Linked DNA regions of Bicyclus anynana: region 1 is linked to region 2. A link is a contact called in public Hi-C data. All regions are on one chromosome and are shown on one strand. Each heading gives the region's core, a stretch centred on a gene start, on an enhancer-like site or on the middle of the called end of the contact. The rest is flanking DNA. Distances are from core to core; before and after follow the strand shown.

Region 1 (6,733 bases), core at 2,282-4,781, 78 kb before region 2:
AAATATTTAGGGTGGCTGCTCATAAACTGTTAGTGTAAAACACCGTGTCTGGTTTGTTCATCTTTTCTAACAGGAAATAAAGTAACATGCTGTTGTCGGTAGGCGTGTGTTCTATTCTCGCTACAATTACAACAGTGAAATTTGGTACAACATCGATCGGAACATCGACAGGGGTTGCTATATCTACGGGGGCATCTTGATTAGTGTCTGAAAATGGATTTCAATTAATATTTTTGGGTTCATTTTAGTAACAGATTGTATTAGGATAGTTTGTGAGTAACAAAGCACGCTGTTAATGGGATAAGTCATGTTGGCATGGACATTGCATTGCGACCACGGGCACACAGATGACGCCGTACTTAATGTACCTCGATGATGTTCCGGTTGGTGAGGGACTCATGCGGTTCGTTGTATTCCGTGTATTTCAGTAACACCTGCAACATTACGACAGCCATTAGGGATAATTGTGTGGGATGCGGCAAATGCGATCTTGGAGTCGCGATTGCATCGTACAATGTTCGCGCTATAGACCTATCATACTTTGCAGCTTCTATTCAACAAACGCAATTAATCTTGAGATGTATTTTTATTATTGTAAGCCCATGGATTTTTTATAATATGCCCATTATATATTGACTGCAGAGAGATTGACTCGATCTTTCATTTCAGTTTTAAAGTAGTCTGTTGTCAATAATAGCAAGTATAAGTACTCGTACCTATATACATATGTATAGTACTCATAGTATATTACGTCTACCTTACTATTAAGTCACCTGCAAGCGTGTACAAATACGTCCTATTAAATTATATATATAAATATATATTATACTAATATTATAAAGCTGAAGAGTTTGTTTGTTTGTTTGATTGAACGCGTTAATCTCAGGAACTACTGGTCCGATTTGAAAAATTCTTTCAACGTTAGATAGCCCATTTATCGAGGAAGGCTATAGGCTATATATTATCCCTGTATTCCTACGGGAACGGGAACCACGCGGGTGAAACCGCGCGGTGGCAGCTAGTCACGTCATATACTTGTACGTTACTTTACGAAATTCTTGAAAAATTTGCTTATTTTTCAGCGCGCAGAGCAAAACTAGATTCAATTAACTAGAAATTAGAGTTTCACTTCTTTGTTCACGGTTTTCTGAGTTCTCCTAGCGTATTAATAGACATTCCTCAACATCAAACTTGAAGTTGAAGCAATTTGTGATTTTAATATTGTGATATTTATTTACTAACAACCCAGTCAAGCTTCGCCCATCTGTTTAATGGATTAAAAGTATTTTAAATCCAATTTAGTACATTATATTTCGAGTAGATTGCCTCAAAAACTCATGGCCAACTATCATTAATGTCAGTTAATAATAGTTTCGCCATGAAAGTTTTAGGCGACCTACTCGCAATATGTTGAAACGTACAAGATTTATAACACTTTAAGTCCAATTAATAGATGGGTGAAGTTCGTTTCTAATACGGATCTGCTACTACTAAGAATGCTGATAAATATTATACCTTATCCATATCCGTGCTGGCATACTGGTAGAGTTTGTTGTTGGAGCTGAAGATGATGAGGGCGATCTCGCAGTCGCAGAGCACGCTCAACTCGTAAGCTTTCTTCATCACCCCGAATTTGCGCTTGTTGAATGTCACCTGAAAACAAAGAAGTCATTTGTTACAAGTAATCATCATCATCATCATCATCATCATCATCATCATCATCATCATCATCAGCACACAACTGAAAAGTTGGAGGTGCATGCCCCAGACCGGATTCGAACCCACACCCTCCGGAATCGGAGGCAGAGGTCATATCCACTGGGCTATCACGGCTCTTTACGTTACAAGTAATACAAATAAGGATTTCCAAAAGTAGCGTCTTACTTTATAGACGAGTTTTTCGAAGGGTTGCCGCGAAGTTAAGTGACTGGCGACTGGGAATATAATTTCTCATATTATGCCGAGGAGAACATATGAGGTTCTGGATCCTTAAAGCCTGCTAAATCCCAAAGCCACCACGGTTCAAACTTCATAATTGGCTACCGTACTTACTTATGGTAGAAGCATGAGCTTACAAACTTACAGCTGACGAAGGTTTGTATGGTCTATTAGATCATGTGATCATGTATGACAATGGCTTAGAAATACATTAATTTTTTGGTGAAATACAAACATCAGAAGCTCAGAACATCCTAAACGTTCGTTTTCGTTTTCTTCTAAATCTTGAAAGCCTTAAAATGACCATACAAGATATTGAGCTTAATATTCTAGAAAATACATAGTTGAATAAACATAAATCGTGATTTTCATGACGGTTGCAGAGTTGAGGTGTTAGGTAGAATTGGAGTTGGCAAAAATCCAAATGATTTTAATTTATGTTTGAACAATGGAGCACTACCAAATGACATCTAAAATCAGAGATAATAAGACTTTTTATTGGTCAAGTCTACGAGGAACTATTTGGAGATTTGCCACTTTTCATAAACCTTATTACTGGGCAAAAAAAAAAAATGATATAATAGATGCAAGGACAAAAGTGACGTCAAACTTCCTTTTGTAAATCAGGTAAATCACGCATTACTTATTGAAATAAAAATACGAATTATGCCAGTTAAAAACAATGACCAGGAAGTAAAAGGAAATCATTTACATTTCTGAAGTGTTAGGTATATCGTGAATGCACTTCATAAATGCACAGTAGGTGCACAGTTTGCACGAAACAAAGAAATTATTGTGTTAACATTTTAACGCGACGCAGAAAGTTATCGCACTCAATTTATGGGTCACGGACATTTTGATGAACTAATGGATGACTTATTCTGTAGCTGTATTTATTTTTCGAAATATTAATCTGATTTTGTTTAGATTTAGGTATACTAATTTGATGATAAATACATGAGTTCATGTAAATGACGAAAATTAAAAAAAAAATCAATTGTACATGAGAGAAAGATAAAATAAATGTGTTTTCCATATTTGTTGTTCGATGGTGATGAAATTTTTGATGCAAAAAATGTAAAAAAATCAAAATTCTGTCATTTATTTTTTACAATGTTATTGATTTCAGTGTTCATATTTTTTGATTTGATAATGACAATCAATTTCCTTGATTCGCTTTAATTTTTTTTCCATTTGTTATTTTTAACCAAAAAAGGCGTTTGGTTTCCAATTTCGGACGCTGTATACTTTAATGTTATTGTATAAAAACTCATTTATAAATTTGAAATTACCTGATCAGCCTTAATGAAAGTATCCATTTTACACTTCATAATAAATATCCTGAACAAAACATCCACCCACTTTCAAGTATACTCATAACGTAAATACTAGCAAAAGTGAATTGACCTTCGCAACTTACATTTTAGCCGTCTGATCCTCGATCGCAGGACCATTATAACAAGATCCTATCCAACCATGAGTTTTGCGTTCAGATAAACCGGTTAAAGGAAGCTCTGCGTATCTAAGAGAACTGGGCAAGGGCATGTAGTCGTATAATTAATAAATTAGTAGCGTGCGCGGTCGTTGTCCCTAGCGATAATGTTTGCAGCGAGTTCAGTGCTGATATGCCCCTGTTGCCCATCTGTTAGGTCAAACCAGTAAGGTCATCTCCCTCGCACAACCTTGTGTTTTATATTTATTTTTTTACCCGACTTCACGAAGGGTTATGTTTCTCGCGCGTATCTTGTACTAGAAGACTCCCGAGATTTCGTCCGCCCTTAGACCTACTTAATCTGGCTGGTTCTACTGTACTTTTGTTTATACAGCAACTATCGGACGCCCACCACTTCGTCAGCGCTCATCATTATCAATATATATTCGGCTCACTGCTGAGCTCGAGTCTCCTCTCATGATCAGAGGAGTTAAGCCAATAGTCCACCACGCTGGCCCAATGCGGATTGGCAGACTTCACACACGCAGAGAATTAAGAAAATTCTCTGGTATGCAGGTTCCTTCATCGTTTGAGACACGTGATATTTAATGTCTTAACTTACACAGTTATTTATTAATCGCTATACAAAATTTTCTGATGACTAGGTGCGAGTAGATCAGGCAGTCGGGTTTTTTTTAATTATTATACCATACCTTATCCAACTTTGCAGATCTTTTTCACTTTGACAAAGTGTATGATCTCCTATAATATATTTAAAAGATATAAAAGTTCAGAAGTATTTAGAAACGCCTAATTGGTTTCTTTAGGAATTTGAAGTTGGACGCAAAAATGATTGACATTTTTTGCCTAAAACCATTTCTTGGTAGTAAAATGTATAATGGTTAAAGCAATATTGGGGCAAAATTGATAATTTAACGAAAGCCGCAAAAGCTTCACGTTAATTGACTGAAAGATTTGGCAAAAATATTCTTCAAAGAGTAAATAATAAATACAGGTAGGAACAGAATTCGGGTGAATTTATTTGTTTTCTAGTTTGACTCAGGTTTTTTTTTTTATTTAGGTTTGGTCTAGACTCTAGATTCTAGAAGGTAGCTTTTGGTTGTAGTTGCGGTTTAAAAAGTAGGTAGGTTGAATAAAAAATTAAGTAGAAGAAACTGTACGCATCCGAGTTATAGCTTGGCAACTTCGTTCGTCACACTCCCGATGGGCTGCGCGCGCCGGGAAGTGTGTAGCGATGAATGAACAACCGACGACTGATACACCTTACTTCCCCGCACGCACGATTTCACACCCGTGCAGTCTTTCCCCTCGTCGCCCGCATATCATGGGAGTGTCATCAACGAACTTGCCTGACTATAGTAGGTAAATAAACATTTTTTTTTAATTTATTTCATATCTACTGCATATTTAATACCTAAATTCGTAAATTTTCTGCTATAGTCTGGTATTCGACCTTAGCCTATTTACAATACATGGATGCGATAAAATTGTGAGTAATAAATTCGTCTACTTATTCCTTGTTGCGCATACTGACTTCTGAACTTACTTTGTATTTTGATTTAGTGAGTAATTTGGTACTTTTCCATTACTTAGGTTTTCGTTACTCGGAATAATTAAGTCCAATTTTATTTATTGCTAAAATCTAAAGAAAACGTAATGTAAAACCGAAAAAGAAATGTTTTCCTTTAGCACAACAATTTGATAAATAAATTTCTCGTTTTTCTGAATTTCGTATTTTTCGTTTTGTATGAAAATAAAATCAAATTAGAAATTATGGAATCCCAAACAGATCTGAGCTGAGAATCGAACCCAAGACCCCTCTGTTGAGAACCACAGCATCACCAACTGAGCAAAAGAGAGTTTTACGCTATTGATACTTATGCGTTATAATTCAACTCTTACACAGCGATGGTCGGTCTAAACTTAAAGATTCTCTCTCGTATCTTTGATCTTTCAAAGACCTATCCAACGATACCCCACATTATGAGATAAAAATGTAAAAAAATTATCTCCACTTTACATGTTGGGAATGTACCCAAAAAAGAAGTATTTTTCAAGATTTTATTTTAAGAGTTTGTTCAAATTTTTCATGTTCATTATCATCATCATCATCCTATCAGCCGATGGACGTCCACTGCAGAACATAGGCCTTTTGTAGGGACTTCCAAACATCACGATACTGAGCCAACTGCATCCAGCGAATCCCTGCGACTCGCTTGATGTCGTCAGTCCACCTGGTGAGGGTTCGACCAACACGGCGCTTTCTGGTGCGGGGCCGCCATTCCAGCACTTTATTCATGTTCATACTCCAGCTTAATTACAGCTTACTAGTAGTAATAGCTAAACCGCGGACAGACGGACGGAAAGCAAACGGATATAGCGAAACTATAAGGGTTGTGGACTACGGAACCCTAAAAATGATGGCACACCTATACCAACGATAAAAAAGAGTAAGTACCAACCTGTCGATTCCGTTCATCCGTGATCCGTGATATTTGTATTTTCTTCCGTCCCATGGTGGCAGCAATCTTGGAGAGGGTGTGAGGAGCGGGGGGAGAATAAGAGTGGCCGAGCGGCGGGCTGCTACTTCGGACGTCAACAGCTGCTATCTGTGGACAAGGGAAAGTAAACTTCATCATTTTGGCTATAAGGTTAATTTTATATTAGCAGTTTTGATTATCGTACTCGTGAAGCTGAAGTCTCTCAATTTTATTAGCAATCACATTAGTTATATACAATAGAGTTATTCTGTATTGCTACATTATACTCCTTGTGTCTAAAAAGTGTGATTGTGTTTCATATTCTTTATTCATAATGATGACACCTTCGCAAGTTAGCAATGTATCTGCAGAAGTAGAAAAAAACATTCAAACAATCTACATTAGAGAAAACCAATAAATAGGTATTATTATAATATCATCAACATTCATTAGTATATGGACATCCACTGTTGTTCTTAGACTTCCTGAAATAAGTTTTAAAAATCACAGTCTTGAGTCGCCTCATCCAGTAGCTCGGGTTGTAGAGTTTCATATCATCCCTCCACCCAGTGGAGAGGCGACCAAAATTCCAATGAGGAGTCGCCGTTTCAGTACAGGGGCACCAACGTTTATCTTCTCTTAGAAGTATAATATGTTTTTTTTATTCTTTTCAAGTTAGCCCTTGACTACAATCTCACCTGATGGTAAGTGATGATGCAATCTAAGATGGAACCGGGCTCACTTGTTAGGATGAAAATCCCTTTCGGTTTCTACACGACATCGTACCGGAACGCTAAATCGGTAACTAGCCATGGCCGAAGCCTCCCAGCTACTCGCTCGCCTCGCCAATTGCCAATTTAGC
Region 2 (6,053 bases), core at 2,696-5,195:
GCATCAATTCTCATGTTACAGTCAGGTGTTACAATATTCATTTCAACTACGCAGACAAATTAGTAATGAATCTAGACAGTGCTAACAACCGGAAAACAAAATCAAAAGGTGATAAACAGATAGACATAGTATGCAAAAATGCTTATGTATTCCACGTGAACGCTATGATATTGTTCGAGCCTCCTGATGTTACGCAATAACTCGTGACTCCTATTACAAGTGCCTCGAATGTTGTATGGTACAAGTCTTATCAGCTAACAAACAAATGAAGGCCTTTCACCACTACTGATAAAGTCGCAAATTGAAAAGCATCCAATTTCGACGCTTCCTTATTTGTAATGAATACTAACACGCTTTTTCCTGCGTTTTTTGTGTGTAGTCGCAAATTATCACTATCATTTCTGTACAACTCCATCGTATCACTGAGCTATTAACATCAGAACCCAAATTATTCTGTAACATTTAATACATTTATATTTAAATATAACTAGTTTCCCGTACACATAGTTTTTCGTAGGCGATAACAACATTTTAATTTAATTTGCATCAAATCCTAATAACGAAATTAATAAATGAGATTATTTAGCCGTTATGAATGCAAATGAAGTTAAACTTGAGCATTAGGTTTTTGTTTTAAATTAAATTAATTTACTTAGTCACACTGCGTTGGCAATAATACGAACAATAATGTTGGAGGCAAAAAAAAGAAAAACAGTTGAACACGCACGTCGCAGTGCCTACGGAGCCGATGGCTCGCATCGGCGCAAAAAAGTGTCTGTACACACACAGGAGCAAAAAACTCCACAGATGTGCTCACACGCAGCGGGAAAAAAGCAACCCGCGACTCTTGATCTTGTCTTTGCACAACATGTTTCGCTAGCATGTAATATGAAAATTAATTCCTTTCTTTTTGTGCTCATGAAATTACTCACCGCTAATCTATTGCTACTTTATTCTGCGCACATTCTAAAACGCCTAATTTGTTTTTGAAGTACTCTCGCACTGCATTTTTCCTTATAAAGACCGTCTAGCTGCTTGGGACCTTACGCATATCATTCTTCTTACGATCTCCGCAAGACCTGTTTTCTCTTCGCTTTTTATTTATTATTTTATATAAATTCTTAAGTCACATTATTCTGCAAGAACCTGCGCAATTAAACCTTTATTATCTTTAACCCTTACACGAGTATGGAAACTGGTTTAACCGTTTATATCGTTTTAAGATAAATCTTGCTGTAACCTAAACTCTTTAAACGTTAGAACTTTAAATTGTAATACGCAGCTGACCAAGCGTGACAAGGTTATTATACCCACATAAATATTGACATTTTACATAATAATAAGATGAACACATACAAATCTATAGGAAGCTCGTAATATGATTATGTTGCGCTAGTACATTTCAATATCAAGTAGTGTATTAGTAAATTTTAAAGTAATTGCGGAATTACTTCAAATCGTAAAGAAAACGGATTATTATCGTTATAATTTGCACATCTGGATATACACGTTTCAAGAATTTTACAAAAACATTTCGCTCGAAGGTCGATAGAGCGAAGAACCGAAAACAGCCGTCTTCATAAATGAATATTAAACATTAATATTCAATCACTGTTAGAATGTCCCCAAAATTATGCTTAAGTTATCAATATTGTCATAGAACAGAAGTTATTTGGAAACATTTTTTAAATTGTGAGTTACAAAACCATTTGTGCCATTGGTTGGTACCGGATTCTACATATAAACCTAATTGAAGCGAATACTTCCCTACAATAAACGCTAGCACAAGTACCATCAATTGCTGAAGACTCTGTAGCTCTCCGTATACAAATGGTTACTGTCATTTATTATGCAGTATAGAATAATGGTCGTGATATAATTGTCCTATGAATCCATTTAAAATCACTAGAGGAATTTACCATACATCGCATTCTCCAATCACAGTGAGTTGTAGGGCAGGTCATGGCTGAATGCGTAAGCGCAAACGGATGTGCATACGATAACTTATTATCTAAACTTCATAATATAATTTGTGTGTACAACAGTTAGATGTAGCTGTAATGAAAGCTAATATTTGTAGAAAGATTTTTATCAAACTGTAAACACTCTGTGACACAAAAGGTCCTCAAGATATGGACTTAATTTGCGACGTTGTATTTCTCTGATTAAACACATTATAAGGTTTTTTAAGTGCACTGTAGTGTGTTGATTGATAATTGTCATGTTCGAAGTACAGGCTAGTCTGGCTCCTATACAAGAGTACCAGGCGAGCAGCGGATCGCAGTGGTATCGCGTTACGCGGTGGCTGTTGACACCAGCGCCTGATTAATATTTATGATACGACTGAGCATCTCGCATGGCCGGTTCGTTCGTTCGATGCGAATTAACTCCGTCCCGCTCACACACATGTTAGCGAATATGCACACGAAGGAGAAGAACGTCGGCAACTCATTTGTGCCAACCGCTTTTTCAAACAAACGTGTGTGAGTAAGTGCGAATGAGAATCCCAAATCTTCTTAATTTTTGTACAGTTTTGTTTTTGCTTTCAGATTTTGTGTCGGAACCAGTCTTGAAGGTCACGATGAATATGCTAATCATCGTTTTTTACTACATTTGTGTATTAATTAATATTCGATTTTCTTTATACTTATTCAATCATTCTTAAACGGCGTTTTGTTGCTCATGCAGAGTTTGATCGGCAGAACAGTAAATGATTTTAAATGCGGTTACATGTATGGAGAAGGGCCGACCGCCTCGAACCTGACCGTATCGAGGTAACCTAACCGGACAGACTTGACTGACATATTACAAATCTACAGCCTATAAAACTGCAGCCAATAGCAAAGAGCGGCGTTTATTTCTCTCCGAACAATATTCAGTACAATAACATTCCTTGAATTAAAGTAGGTACCTATTTTCCTTGTAAACGGAATTGAGGAACAAATAATATGATAATTTCCTCAGTACACTGGATACAAAATTGTGTGAAACAGTGACGGGTAACTACATTTAAATTACTCATTGAATGCCATTAGTCATTTAATTTGATGCAGTCGTTTGTAATTAATTTACAGCGGTCGTTTAGAGAATTCAAATTAATTTCTCAAGTCTCCGGTCGTAAATAAATACACGTTTAGTTACGGATAGCGGAAATCATTGGAAATTTTGCAAACGAATTAAAACCTACAAAAATTAAAATCTCCAAATTTTTGGTCCATTGAGTTGATGTTAAACGCAAGTGATTAGCATTTGTTTGTTGTCAAACACGCCATGTACATTGTACATGCACACATCGTTATCATTGTGCACAAGTGCGAGTTATCGTTGTTTGTCTGAACATTTCCCGAGCCGCGCGCTGCGCCTCCAGCGCCGGCCGGCGTTCGCGACTGCTTCAAGGTCACGTTATCACGCCGTCGCCAGCCGAGCCGCCGTCGTCAGATACGCGCCCGCAGTAATTACCTACGCATTCTACTCCTTCCAGTTCCACTCCGCTCATTTGTGCACGATTACGCGACACTGGCGCGGCCGTCTCACAGGAACTCTCCAATCTGTACCTCCGCAATCTTTATTACCCGCTAGAGCGCGCGCTCCTGACCACCAGCACCGAAGTACCGTCTCAAATCGAATTAGCGGCGTGTTTACATTTTATAAATAGAGCGCGTTCACGTGGCGCCGCCGTCAGATAAGCGCCTCGCTCGTTCTCCGTCACTCACCGTGCGCTGTTAACATCCTCCGCGGCGAATCTCAGGTTTCTCCGTCACACTGACACTCGAGCGGGAACTATAGCACTCACAAACGGCGCACTGAGTTCGGCGGCACACGCGAGGACTGCACGGCGCGACACCCACGACTAGAATGCGGGCGAAACGGCGGCGGGGTGCGGGGGAGGAGATCGGCAGCTACACACGGCTCGTACGAAGGCGCGGCGGCTAGGACTGCGGCCGGGCAACGGCGCGCTCCCCCCCATTGGTCGGGCGACGCGTGACGTCATGCCGACCGGCCAATGGCCGCGAGACGGATGTTGCGCGCTGCGGCCGCTTGGAGCGCTAGCGCGGCGCCGCTCGCCCGCCCTACAGAGCTTTCTTCAGCTTGGGCGTACGTTTCACGGGCGGAAAACACTGATGGAGCATCATGATCGAATTAAATATGTGAAATGAATGTCGTTATGCATAAATTTAAGGAAATTAGATTGTAATTGTTTCAGCGTCGTTTTAGATTCTGCGAACGTATCTAGACGTCTGAGCTGGTTGTTACTTCGCGTAGTTTATTGGGCAGCTGCCAGATAAGGTGAATATACCTATGTCGTAGATAAACACAATAATAAATCAGGGCTGAAAGCAAATTGATGGTGTCATCGGGAAAATGAATGATGTAGAGCGGTCTAATGCATTAACAATTTTGAATTAAGATATTATAATTGCGTCACCTTCTTGTATAAGTAAGGCTACCATATATTTATTAAGTCCATTTCTATAAAAATAAAATACATTCCATATAATTGGTTGTTGTTAGCTTTATAATGAACTACCAAAGTTTAGGTCTAGTGTCGTTGCTTGGTTTAGACCAAATAAAAGTAATTCTTCCGCGAACATGAGACAAATCTTTGTGAACACTACGAGTAACTACCCGCTTGTGATATTCGCTTCCTGTCCAATTAAAGATGGGAAAATGCACTGCCTTTACCTTGAAGAGCCTAGAATTTTGTACAATTTTTACGTATAATGTCTACTATGGTTAAAAATCTTGGCTACGCCAGTAATCTGATCAGATTTTGCAAAAACCCGTAAATATATAACCCTTAAATAACCTAATGTGGTAATCAAACTCTTTTGGCTTTACACCAAGGCTATATTCTCTCAGATCTATTGATTTGGAACATTCGAAATTTTTATTTGTTTTTTCAAGAAGGCTAATTTACAATTACCAGGCCTCCCTCATCTTAAGAGAGGGGATAAGAAGCTTACCACACTGCTACAATGCGGGTTGTGGCTTTGGATGATATTGTTACATTCTTTTACGACCACTAAACATCATCATCATCATCATCATCATCATCATTATCATCATTTAACGGGACTTCGCGTCATTTTAGTAAGCCTTAATGTTAGCTATAAATCCGTGATAGCCCTGTGGATATGACCTCTGCCTCCGATTCCGGAGGATGTGGGTTCGAATCCGGTCCGGGGCATGCATTAAATATCACGTGTCTCAAATGGTGAGTGAAAACATCGTGAGGAAACCTGCATACCAGAGAATTTCTTAATTCTCTGCGTGTGTGAAGTCTGCCAATCCGCATTGGGCCAGCGTGGTGGATTATTGGCCTAACCCCTCTCATTCTGAGAGGAGACTCGAGCTCAGCAGTGAGCCGAATATGGGTTGATAATGATGATGTTAGCTGTAGAGTACGGAGTTGAGTGATAGCCACATAGGACCACTGGACCAATGACATCTTTATCTGCATATTAGAATAAATTGGTGTCAGCTACTGAGTATATTCACATTAAATTAAAAAACCTATGCTCAGAGATTAATAAGAGAGCTGTAAACAAACCCCTTAGAGCCTGGGGGAGCGACAGCTGTCCCCAAGCCTCAGCTCGGCCATTAAAACACCCACGGATTTTCACACTACACAGCAATTCACACCTTATTCCTATAACTATACAGTTCATTTTTGAACGTTCATTTCCTAAATCAGAGAAGTACCTAAGACGCTGTGGAATACTTGATCGGAATAAGTCTTTAATGGTCGGCACGTATTTAAAACTTACTTTTGAACCCTGTCATTATACTGGAGAGTTGGAAGTCGATGAGATGAAGTTTCTCTATACCTATATTTTACCTGGCACCTGTTTATATAACAGATACAGTATACTTATATAGCGTATGACAAGAAAAGACGTGACGTCACACTGTGTTTGAAAACGGCTTAAAATTACGTTTTTTCATGGACAACCTTCATTATCAGCCTGTTTTGAAGGCTTACTGCCAGTGGCGTAGCGATGTGGTGGCCAGGGGGCAATGCGGTAATTTCGTGTAGTACATGGAATAAGGAT

The links. A called contact is a pair of places that touch in the nucleus more often than the background predicts.
Region 1: a Hi-C map of whole larva shows a contact between it and region 2, with 2.5 times the contacts expected there. The contact joins the enhancer-like site here to the promoter of LOC112048189 in region 2. A contact is called at or near these places in 2 of 2 Hi-C or Micro-C datasets (whole body and whole larva).

Annotation. Positions count from the first base shown.
Region 1 is chr1:4,270,274-4,277,006 of ilBicAnyn1.1, reverse strand. It overlaps LOC112048189 (myocyte-specific enhancer factor 2), which reads right to left. Exons shown (of 9, transcript XM_052883452.1): 2 at 5,854-6,000; 3 at 1,516-1,653; 4 at 369-434. The coding sequence starts at 5,907. Among protein-coding and RNA genes, the nearest start is that of Trnah-gug, 7.8 kb to the left of the region's middle. Within about 2 kb of position 3,531, at least 7 of the 8 cell types and tissues checked have open chromatin away from gene starts, as enhancers often do.
Region 2 is chr1:4,193,026-4,199,078 of ilBicAnyn1.1, reverse strand. LOC112048189 (myocyte-specific enhancer factor 2) reads right to left here and starts at 3,945. Exons shown (of 9, transcript XM_052883452.1): 1 at 3,714-3,945.